2 separate regions of the Mus musculus genome follow, and region 2 is linked to region 1. A link is a contact called in public promoter capture Hi-C data. All regions are on one chromosome and are shown on one strand. The core of a region is the stretch at or near the end of the contact, and the rest is flanking DNA. Distances in the headings are between cores, read along the strand shown. Region 1 holds the start of Rfxap (regulatory factor X-associated protein). Region 2 holds the start of Wars2 (tryptophanyl tRNA synthetase 2 (mitochondrial)).

Region 1 (5,670 bases), core at 1,158-3,657:
CTCTAGAAGAGTAGGTCTTGCAGGGCGATCACCAAAGGATCCTGTTCTCTGTTTGACAATGGAGAGTATGTTGTCTGTGCTTTCCTGGGATCAAAGATAAACATTTAATACGGTGTTGTAATCCACAACAGCAGGTATTTCAGTGATAATGAACATCTCTCTCTTTGATCTTTCTCCTTTTTTAGGTTCAGGTTCTGTGGAACTTTAGGAAGGCCTGTAGATAAGTCACAGGTACTGGCAGTCATTTCTAAGTAAATGCCCTCCTCCCTGCAGGCACCCTCCTCCCTGCAGGCTTCCCAATCTAGGATCTGCAGTCTCTTGCAAGGTCTCAAACTGAAGCTATTTGGGCAGAGGGGAAGTTTAAATACCTGTGGCCTGTTTTCACTGTTGCAAGAGAATGACAAGTGACACCGAAATCTCACACGGAGCAATCTTTAGTCCAAACAGTCTGCCTGCTTTTGGACAAAATAAATTAACTCAGAGGCAATCTACTGCTAATGAGATACTGGATTCATACCTGATTCACACCCACAAGAAGAGAGAGGCAGTAAAATACTGGTTACAGAAGCAAACAGCTTTCAGAGTAAACTGGGTGGAAGGGGCTAGAAATCACAGCTAAGAGGCCACCACTACAGAGCCAACAGGCAAATTCTGCAACAGCAACCTGTCCCCGAGACACTGAATCCCATTTCAAATTAGTAATGCTTAATCCCATATATGAATGAATCTAAACACTGAACTTCTCCTCACATAAAAGAATGCTGCTGAAGTTAAGTGAAACACTCTGCCTCTGGGAAAGCTTTGGCCTTTTATCTACTGGCTTCCGAGTTGTCTATTAAAACATCCGCGTCGCACCTTTATCGTGAGATGCTTAGCAAACTTTTGTTATAAGAAGGTTTCCATACATACATGTTTTAGGTCTCAAAATATTAAAAACTCTAAAAGAGGATTCTAGTATCACAAAAGCGAAGATTTTTTTCTTCTTCTAACTCTCCCCAGTTACCCTATTTATAGGACCGCTTCCTTTACATACACAGTACATGGAATGCTATAGCTGACTTGACTGTAGAGAACCTTATGTCTTCACAACTCCAGGCCTTGCACTGTGTAGGTAGGATAATGCTAATACCACAAAAATCAGACGTTTATAGTAGCAATAATTTTGAGTCATCTAGGCCAAACTTCCACAAATGTTAGAAGTTCCCCTTCAAAAGGAACTTCTGTGGTAAGGAGTCTTTCTACTTTTTACGGGTTTTGTTTTGTTTTTTAAACAGCTCTAATACTTAGGTGGACTTTGCTGGGTCTGAGCTGAAATGCACACCACTTATAATTTTCACCTAACCAAAATAAATCCGAAGAAACACTAATTGGGCATTATCTTAAGGGCAAAAGACGAGGGAGCCGAGACTTAAGGGAGATGAATAATGGACCTAAATACAGACAGCTAGCAGCAGAAGCCCAATTGCAGGGCACTGGCGTCTCTCTTCCAAGCTTGACTTGAATCAAGCAACCGAGCAACGCCCATGTGTGCTGTAAGTTACTACCCCACTGTCAATCCAACTTTTCTCAGGGGCCAGGGAGTCTAAGAAAAAAAAACAAAGTCACCAAAGTTACAGAAAACCAACAGGGTGTGTCAATGTGCCGGATGCCTCGGGGTAGACACTGGGAAGGGTTTACTAAGGAGAGGTGTAGATCACCTCCAAAGTGCCCATGTCAGCTGGAGCAGAGGATGAGCCCTTGGGGAGACCCTGAGTGTGTACCAAGTAGGTTGGCACCCATCTGCCCTGGCCCCGGGGCCCCGAGGAGCAAGCATACCTCCAGTTTGACGTTGCCTGTGCTGGCCGCGGACGGGCCGCCAGAGCCCAGTGCCTGGTCGCTCTTCTTCTTCTTGTACTTGTCCTTGTACATCTTGTTGCGGTGCTTCTTGCACATCCAGGGCTTGCGCTGCTTGGCCACCTGGCTGGTGGTCTCGCGGCAGCCCTCGTACGTGCAGGTCTTGGAGCCTCGCCTGCGCGCTGCGCCGCCACCCTCCGCGTCCTCGTCCTCCAGCTCCTCCGGGCTGGCCGCACTCTCGCCGCCGCCCGCCGGGTCCGATGTGTCCAGCAGGTCGGCGTCGTCGTCCCCCGCCTCGTCCTCGGCGTCTGCCGCCGCCTCACTCCCCGCCAGGCCCGGCCTCAGAGCGCCGTCCGCCTCGGCCTCGTCCTGCCGCATCACCAGCACCGTCACCGGAGGGGCCGTCCGGGGACTGGCGGTGCTCGGCCCCGAGCCCTCGGGCACAGCCTGCGCCTCCGTGCTGCCGCCCGAGCCCGGGTCCGCCACCGCGGCCCGTCAGCTCTTGAGAAACACAACCGTACTCGACAAGCGGCAGCCCGCCGCACGTCCCGGAGCCGAACCGCCAGCACTGCACTGCGCGTGCGCCGTAGCGGTCCGCGAGCCTCTGCTTGGGAACGGCGAGAGGGGCGGGGTTGAGCAGGTGCGAGACAGAACCGACTGCGCCTGCGCGGCGGCCATCCGCAAGCGATTCCTAGGTGCAGGCTGACCAAGAACCCGGCTGACAGCCGGTCGTGGTGGCGCATGCCTTTAATCCCAGCACTCGGGAGGCAGAGGCAGGCAAATTTCTGAGTTCGAGGCCAGCCTGGTCTACAAAGTGAGTTCCAGGACAGCCAGGGCTACACAGAGAAACCCTGTCTCCTTCCAGGCGGGGCGGAGCGGCTGACAGAAGTCCCGATTGCGCATGCGCAGCTGTCCTCCGCTCGCCTGGCGCTCACCAGTTGGAAAGACTGGAGAATGGAGACTGGAGGACGGCCAGGAGACACTTTCTGCCTGGACCCATCCTCCCTGACGGGTTCAAAACGCGTCTCTCCTGGAACGTCTCTGGATAGATTAGGTTCCCGAGAGGCCTGAAGAGGAGTTTGAAACAACTCGAGGAGGAAACGGTTTATTTGGCTAATGCATCCCAGTCAAGTCCCATGGGGACATGGAGGAAAGCTTGCTCACAAGCTCTGGTTCGCCTTAGGGTTTCTACCCAGTGCGGACGCTCCTGCCTTTTCTGACATTCCCAGTAATGAGATTGTTGACTCATGTGACAGTTCTGTTTTTATTTTCCCCACAAGCTGCTCTCTGTCTTCCATAGTGGGTGCTCGGGTTGGCGTTCACACTAGCAGTGTAGGAGAGGTCCCTTTTCCCGTATTCCCCCAACCCCCGCCAGTGCTCGATAGATATCTTATCTCTGATAATAACCGTTTCATCTGGGATGAGATAGATAACACTGTTCTTCAGGATTAGGGATGTATATTACATACACCTGTTGGTCTTTGCATGCTTTCCTTTGTGAACCAACTACATCGCCCATTTCAATAGGATTATTAGGTTATTATTATTGTTATTACTTATTTTTATTACGTTTGTTTGAATTCTTTTCTTTCTTTTTTGTTTGTTTTTGTTTTTTTGAGACAGACAGGGTTTCTCTGTATAGCCCTGGCTGTGCTGGAACTCACTCTGTAGACCAGGCTGGCCTCGAACTCAGAAATCCACTCAGAAATCCACCTGCCTCTGCCTTCCCAGTGCTGGGATTAAAGGCGTGCGCCACCACGCCCAGCCTTTGTTTGAATTCTTTATTTGTTTGTTTATTTATTTATTATATGCAAGTACACTGTAGCTGTCCTCAGACACTCCAGAAGAGGGAGTCAGATCTCCTTACGGATGGTTGTGAGCCACTATGTGGTACCTTTGGAAGAGCCGTCGGGTGCTCTTACCCACTGAGCCATCTCACCAGCAGACATTCTGATGTTAACTACTCATCAAATGTAGCTTGCAAACATTCTCTCCCATCTTCGACACGGTGGGAAGCATGGCAGTGTCCATGGTGCTGGAGAAGCGGAGAGTTCTACATCTTGTTCTAGGGCACACAGAAGACTCCCAGGCAGCTAGAAGAGTCTCAAAACCCAACCCCAAAGTGATGCACTTCCTCCAACAAGGCCACACCTTCTCCCACATAGCCACACCTCCCAGTAGTGCCATTCCCTGGGCCAAGCACAGTGAAACAACCACATGCACTAATCTTAGAGCTCACTGATTGGTTAGTTTGACAAACTCTGTAAATCCAGCAGTAGAACCTGCCCCATTCCTAGGGTTGCAGACATGTATGACCATGGTGGGCTTCCGAATGGGTGCTGGGATGAAATTGTGGTCCTCATTCTTGGAAGGCAGCATGTTACCCATTAAGCTTTCTCTCCAGTTCTCTCTCTCTCTCTCTCTCTCTCTCTCTCTCTCTCTCTCTCTCTCTCCCTCCCTCCCTCCCTCCCTCCCTCCCTCCCTCCCTCCCTCTCTCCCTCCCTCCATGTTTCTCTCTGTCTCTTTCTTAGTGAGGTCTTGGGAATAAAATGTATGTTATAATGCTTGCAAGGTAAACTCTTGAGCAAGGAAGCCACCTCTCCATCTTACTGTCACAGATTTTTACACAACTCTGTTTTATCTATCACGCACCTAGTTTATAAGATTACCTTTATCCTAGTATTGTTACAAAAAGGCTTCATTTTTTGTACCACTTACATTTATCTTTGATTGCAGGGTAATTCTGGATTTATGCCATTTAACTTTTTTTTTTTAAATCAAACTTGTTTATTGTTGCTTTTTGCCATCTGGTAGCATTTTACACACAGGCTTCGATCTTCAGAATACCCTGGATTCAGTAGAAAAACCTTTTAAATGAAGTTTTTTACAATAGAAACTTCTCAGCAGTCAAAATTTGGACTGTAAAAAAATACATGCAAAACATACTTTTCTGAAAACACTTAACTTTGAACAAAGCACCGAACTACACAAATGCAGAATGAAAACAGCATTTCAACTCCACCAAAAGTAGTCATCATAAAAGGTGTAAAAGTCACCTAACTTCACTAGGCACTGTTCACTTTTTAAACAGGAGACAATAGAAAATATTGTCCACAAACAATATCCCAGCTCTATGGCAGGTTTCAGAAAGTCTTCAACTTCATGCTTTAGTAGCGACAAGGTGAGTAGGATCGTGATCGAGAACGTGACCTGTATCCTCCACGACTGTAGTAAGGAGAAGATGACCGTCTTCTGTAAATCTGATCCCTGTCTTGAGCTGCTCTCCATCCACCTCCTCCACCACCTCCTCCTCTGTGTGATCTGCTGTAATAGCCCCCGCCATCATACCCCCGATCGTATCCTCTGTCATAATAGTCTCGGCGGCGAGAACTGCCATAAATGGCTCTCCCCATATAAATTCCTGGTGTTGGGGTATGGGGCCTTTTTGTTATAGAGAAATCGACTCTAATTCGACGCCCATCAAGCTCCATTCCATTGGCACGTTCTTTAGCTTCCTTGGCATCATCTACATTTTCAAAATATACAAAGGCAAATCCTCTTGAACGTCTAGATTGCTGGTCATATACAATAGACACATCAGCAATGGGGCCATATTTAGAGAACACTTCTCTTAGGTCTCTTTCTGTGGTGTATAAGCTCAACCCAAACACGCCAAGACAACAGTTGGGGTCAGGATTTGCCCGGTTCCCAACATGACGCCTTCGAGTAGACATGGGAGAATGGCTGTGGCTGTGGCGCCTGCGATAATCTCGGCTGTAAGACCTGCTCCGGGATCGTCTATGCGAGCGAGATCGTGATCGTGACCTTGTATAATGC
Region 2 (5,670 bases), core at 2,190-4,689, about 44 Mb after region 1:
AAACAAGGGTTCAAACTCCTAAGCATGAACACACATAGACACACATGGTACGTGCTACGAGTATAAGAATACAAAAGTTTAATATTTCAAGGATGTCTGAGGATTGCTCTAGTAATTAATTTATTTCTCATTTTAAGAAAATGCTTCATCTTACTTAAAGAATCCCAGAAGTAAAATGTTGTCATTAAACACAGTATGTCACTTAAACAACTTGGAGAAATTTTCTGTATGATCAAGTTTAGTTTTTAAACTTAACTTTTTAAAGTATTTTAAAAGTATTTTATATGGAAACACGTTTAAAGTAAATTATACGACTTTTTAAAGATTCACCGTCATTATTAATAAAGATATTTGTTAAACTAAGCAGTCCCTGTACACTGCTCCTTTTAGAAGGTGGTTTAGAAGGTGACAGATTTTTGGTCATTCTTGTTCCAATATTAAAATGTTGTTATAAAAACAAAGTACAAAACTAAATAGAACTGGCTCTAGTAGGCTTTGTGTTTTTTTTTTTTTTACTTTCAGTTGTTGCTTCTGCCTGTTAAAAGAATCCCTATCTTTTTTTAAACCTTAAGTCATATAACTTGATAAAATAAAATTTAGACTTAAAACATATATTTGCTCTGTGTAAGATTCTTTCCTAAGTGATTGGAGAAATGTTAAGATTCATGACTTTTGGTAGTATAATAAATACTGTATAGTCTTTGTCTGTGCAACAACTCAGCTGAGTGACACCTTGAGTTACAAAGTTACCACTATGGTGCAGAAAAAAATAAACTCTAACAACATCTTACAGTCTACAAATAATAACCTCAAAGTACTGTAAATGCATTGATGATGCATTAACAAAAAGTAAATCTTTTACCAAGACTGAATCCAGATTTTTCTGTTGCCTCGTTTTTGTAATCTGTCTGTTGTATAAGTTTGAATCTGTGCACATGTGAATGATGTCATGAGAATCTATCCCTGTGTCTGTGTGTCCCTAGCAAAAGGCTTTTGCTCTGTATTTATTGAAACAGAAAAGCATCTCATGGGGAAAATATGGATACTTTAACAGAATCTTTAACAAAATTTTACAAAGGATGGGACTTTACTGATTCCAAGTGACCCAGCTAGAAACAAAATCCATCAAGCAATAGCTACATGCTGCTTCCAGCATTTGTGGTGGATTTGTTGTGAGGTTTCGTTCAACCGATTTGTTGCTTTAAACAAATGACTACCATATAACGTACAGAGACATATATGCTTTGCTCTGTAGGTCAGAGGCATGGAAGGGTATGTATCTTAATATTATAGCAAAGCATTAGCTCCAGTTATAAAGGTTGATTGCCTGGGAAATACGAGGCAAATAAGGTTGGTTATTACATTGTTCTCTTTTTTATTTTTTGGAATTATATCATTTCCTCTGTCCCTTGCTCTCTTAAAGGCAGATTAAACAGGCTCAGTACACAGAAGCATAGCAATCTTTATTGACTTCAAGGGGTATTATTAACTTATCTGTGAGGGCCAGCAAAAGTATGTAAGGGATATTTTCATAATAATGTAAGAGATGTTTTCCTAATAATGAGTCACAACAGCAAATGATTTATTCAAACATTATGGTATTGAAGGCGAGTATTGATAAAGTGTCTTTACTGAGAACGTGTCCTGGAGATATCCCCCCCCCCCATTAAAATGTTACCAGTACTAGATAGGCACCTGGGCAGAAGACTCTGAAAATGCACTGGCATCACTGGCTTGATGCCAGGGTTTTTTATTCTGCAATCTGGATAGCTAAGAACATTAGAAGTCTAATGTTAACTCCTGGGGTTATAATCTAATTAATTATATAGCTATGCAAATAGTAATACTTTGCTTTCTATCTGAAGACTAGACACCTAAGGCATTTATAAAACCCCATGTTACAGTAACCATTGTCTATATCTTCTCTTGACTGGCTTTGTCCTGGGCTTCTGCTACACCATGTGTCTTGGGTTTTCTATTAATTCCTGGCCACTTTATTTCCATTACTCGGCCACTTTTTATTCTAAATTCAATCTAGTTTATTCAGTTTTTGGAGTCTATTACCATGTTTTGTAGCTCAAGTGTCCCGTTGGCTCTATACTCGGGTATGTAGTCAAAGTGCATTGCACCTGGAAATACATGTGCCTCAAATTTTAACAACAAAATCATATTGTTATGTTCTGCTGAGGGCGGAACCATGGCTTCTTCAGCTTTCTCCACCTCATACCTGTAATTCCTTCCCTGCTCACTTCCAGTTACTCTGGAACAATTGCATGCTTCTAAGATTTTATTGTATGACTGGAGTTTTATCTTACTTTAGATTTCAACTCCTCGGGAGTACAGGCATCTCAAATACAGCTTACTGCCTATGAATCTTTGATAATTTCCAGTATGTGTTTCTTAGACTAATATAACCAATGCAATGGGATTGTGTCAAATCTGCTCTTTATATTTTTTACTGATTTTTAATCTGAGAGTTTTCAGTTCACTGAGAGAAGTCATCATCTTTACACAAAACATCTTCCATCAAGCATCACTGGTGTCATTGTTACTGAACCTCCGCGGAGCACTGCAGCTCTAAGCATTGTCCACTCTGAACTTGGTACTTGCTTCTATATCACCTCGTCAGTATGCATAATTCATTCTCTGAACCCATGAGACCCCACACTTCCGGAAGGCAAGGTACACACATATCCATCAGTGTTTCACTCAGGGCACTAGAGTAAAGTTGCAGACCCGATGACCAGCATGTAGGTCTCAAAAAGTCATTTATGGTCCTCTAAGAGAAGCAGGCTTCATTCTTAAGAGACACGAATGGAAAGCTGCATCTGGAAGCTTGATTAAAAAACAAACAAACAAACAAAAAACTACATGACTTTTTCCTGTAAGAAATAAGTCAATGGAGGGAAAATGAAATAAACCCAGTTCAACTTCAAAACTGTGAGAGCTGACGTTTATTGGTCTAAGGTTCAGTATCAATGAACACAGGATAGCAAGTCATGTAGTTTTGTATTAGAGAGCAGGTGGTGAGACATGGCTTTGCCAGAATCATTGACTGCTTTTCTTCGGAACTGCAGGGTGAGAAATTACCTATTTTTTTCCACCTTTGGTCTCCAAGGAAATCCGAAGGTGCTAGGATTCCAGGAGCCGTGGGTCTGTTTTTAGCCTTCGTTTAGGGTGGGTGATTTCCTTTACTTCCACGTCTAAAGAGCAACAACTCATTTCTTGAGTCTCCCTCAAGGAAGCTGGCACAAAGGAGAAGATGGTCGGGAAAACACTAAAGCCTAGGGCCACCTATTCCAAGGCGCACCTGCGCTGCAAACTTAGGAAACATCGGTACTGAGCTACTTTGGCCAGCGGCAGCCCAGAGGACAGGCGCATGCGTAGTAAGCACAACTCGGCTCGCCCGCAGACGTCATTCCGGGCCGGCGGCCCCGCCCTTCTCAAGATGGCGCTGTTCTCTGTGCGGAAGGCCCGTGAGTGCTGGCGCTTCATCCGGGCACTTCACAAAGGACCCGCAGCAACTCTGGCTCCCCAGGTAACCCGAGCCGGTCTTCTGCTTTAGGTCTCCGATCCTGCGAGCGCCTTCCCGCTCCCCTTCCCTTCCGCCACTTATTTCTCCCTTCCTGCTTCCTGTAAAGAGCCCTCCACACTTTCTCTCCGAGGTCCACTAGCCTATGACTGTCCCCAACTCAGACCACAGCGACGTTGCACACATGTGACCGCAGGAGGTGCTGCTGCTGGAAAGCACACGCCGCCGGGCCGCGTGGCCAGTGTTGCCTGGCAACGCAGGAAGCCATCTCCTGAAAGAGTGTGACGTTATCAGAAACTTAGTTGCTCTGCGATCGATCGTTCTCTTGCGCACCGTTCTGTTACGTTTTTAGCCTCCTCCCCCTTACAACTTCCCGGGGTGCAGCGGAGAAATCAGAAAAGTTTTCTTAGAATTGGGTTGTTTAGGTTAGTGCAGTAGCTAGCGTGTGGAACGCGAGCAAGAATCGGTGCTCGGTGATCCTTAGGCGCCTGCATCTACCAGGCCCTGTAACCAACAGCAACAAGCTGCCGAGGTACTTCATAGTGTTGCTTGCCTGGCAGCACTGCGATTACCACGACTGAGCTGATGAGCATGATATATTATGTCGAGCCCCGCCACATTTGCATTTTATCCTCAGAGCCAAAAGGTGTTGGGGAATTTGCTTTGTTCTGACAAGCACAAAACATCCCAGAATATATCAGTTTGACATAGATGATCTCGGAAGTCTTGTCTGAGAGCGGGAAGGAAACTTGAACTTCTGTGATGAAGTAATTTTTACACATTGCATATTCATAGCCATTAATGCACAGATATGACATGAGGGTGTCATGTTGTAACTGATGTATTATTGGAAAGCTTTCTGGCCTGGTCCTAAAAGTTCCTGGCTTTTTCTAACATTTGCTAGCTGTGTTACAGAACCAGTTGTAATCCTCTGGGCAGATGGAATAGAGGGAGAATTGGAGTGATTGGCATGTTGATGTACTTCCAAGACTGGAAAGCTTATGGGTTCATGACTATGAAGGTAAAACATAGCCAGCAAGAGTAGATGAAACTAGCATGTAATATTATATTTTGAATCATCCCACAAGTTACTCATTCTCTGAACTTACTTTTTTTTTCTTTAATGTAAACTTCACAAGATTCTTTACGAATAAAAGACACAATACTAGAAATTCAGCAAACAACTATTCAAATGTTACTTTACATTTTAAGAAACAGTGTTAGTTAAGAATTGATTCCGGCTTTAATCATCAAATGTTGTTTTTCTTGAGGTTTGGGAATTTCATTTTTTGGAATCTGATAGGCATATTAATGTGTATACAACCAAGAATATCTAGGACAGATTACTGTTTTTAAACCCTTGATTTCACTTTAAATATAAAGAATTAAATGTTAAAGTTAGTTTCTGCAGTGTTATAATGCATATCAGTTAAAAATGATAGCATGAAAGATTAAGGCAAGCCCAGTCTGGTGGCAGAGGCCTGGAATCCCAGCTATTCTGGTGGCAGAGGAGGAGGGGAGGGGGTCACAAGTTTAAAACCAGCCTGGGTGATTAAGTGAAATTCTTTGTCTCAAAATAAAAAGTGAGAGGATAGCTAAGTGGCAGGATGCTTGCTCAGTACACATGATGATGCAGGTACCAAAGCACTGATGAAGTTCTCCTGAAAGACTGATGGAAAAGATTAAACACTGTGTTCAGAATATGATGGCAGCAGTGTTTGCACAGAAGTGTTTACTCATAGGAAGAAAGACTGGAAGGAAAACAACCATTTTTGATGGGCTTTGTTCATCCTAAATAGTGGATTAAAAGTAATTGAAGCGTGCTTTAAGCCTTTGTTTTTGTGTGTTTCAAATTGCAGATATATCACTTTTATAACCAGGAAAATTTAAAAGCATAAATCTTCCTACAAACCTATAGTCACTGATGCTGTTTGGGCATTTTAAGTTTCTGAAAGAGATACCTGTCCTCTATGGCCATTATTAAAGTGGCCTTGGAAAAGGACTCCTAAAAATTTATGGCCACTCTTCCTGTGTGTGTCTTCTTTTTCTATTGAAAAGCGTCCTTTGAAGTCAAAGGGATTTTGTGAGCAGATGCAGAAATATGTGAAGAAAGAATTGGATTCTCAAACCAGATGCAC

Evidence for each region. Promoter capture Hi-C pulls out the DNA fragments that hold promoters and counts their contacts.
Region 2: a contact with region 1 is called in a promoter capture Hi-C map of pre-B cells. The contact joins the promoter of Wars2 here to the promoter of Rfxap in region 1. A contact is called at or near these places in 3 of 39 promoter capture datasets (the C10 cell line, cranial neural crest and pre-B cells).

Annotation. Positions count from the first base shown.
Region 1 is chr3:54,805,384-54,811,053 of GRCm38.p6, forward strand. It overlaps Rfxap (regulatory factor X-associated protein), which reads right to left and starts at 2,408. Exons shown (of 3, transcript NM_133231.2): 1 at 1,816-2,408; 2 at 1-84. The coding sequence starts at 2,292. It also overlaps the pseudogene Gm10254.
Region 2 is chr3:99,137,651-99,143,320 of GRCm38.p6, forward strand. Wars2 (tryptophanyl tRNA synthetase 2 (mitochondrial)) reads left to right here and starts at 3,440. Exons shown (of 6, transcript NM_027462.4): 1 at 3,440-3,538. The coding sequence starts at 3,449.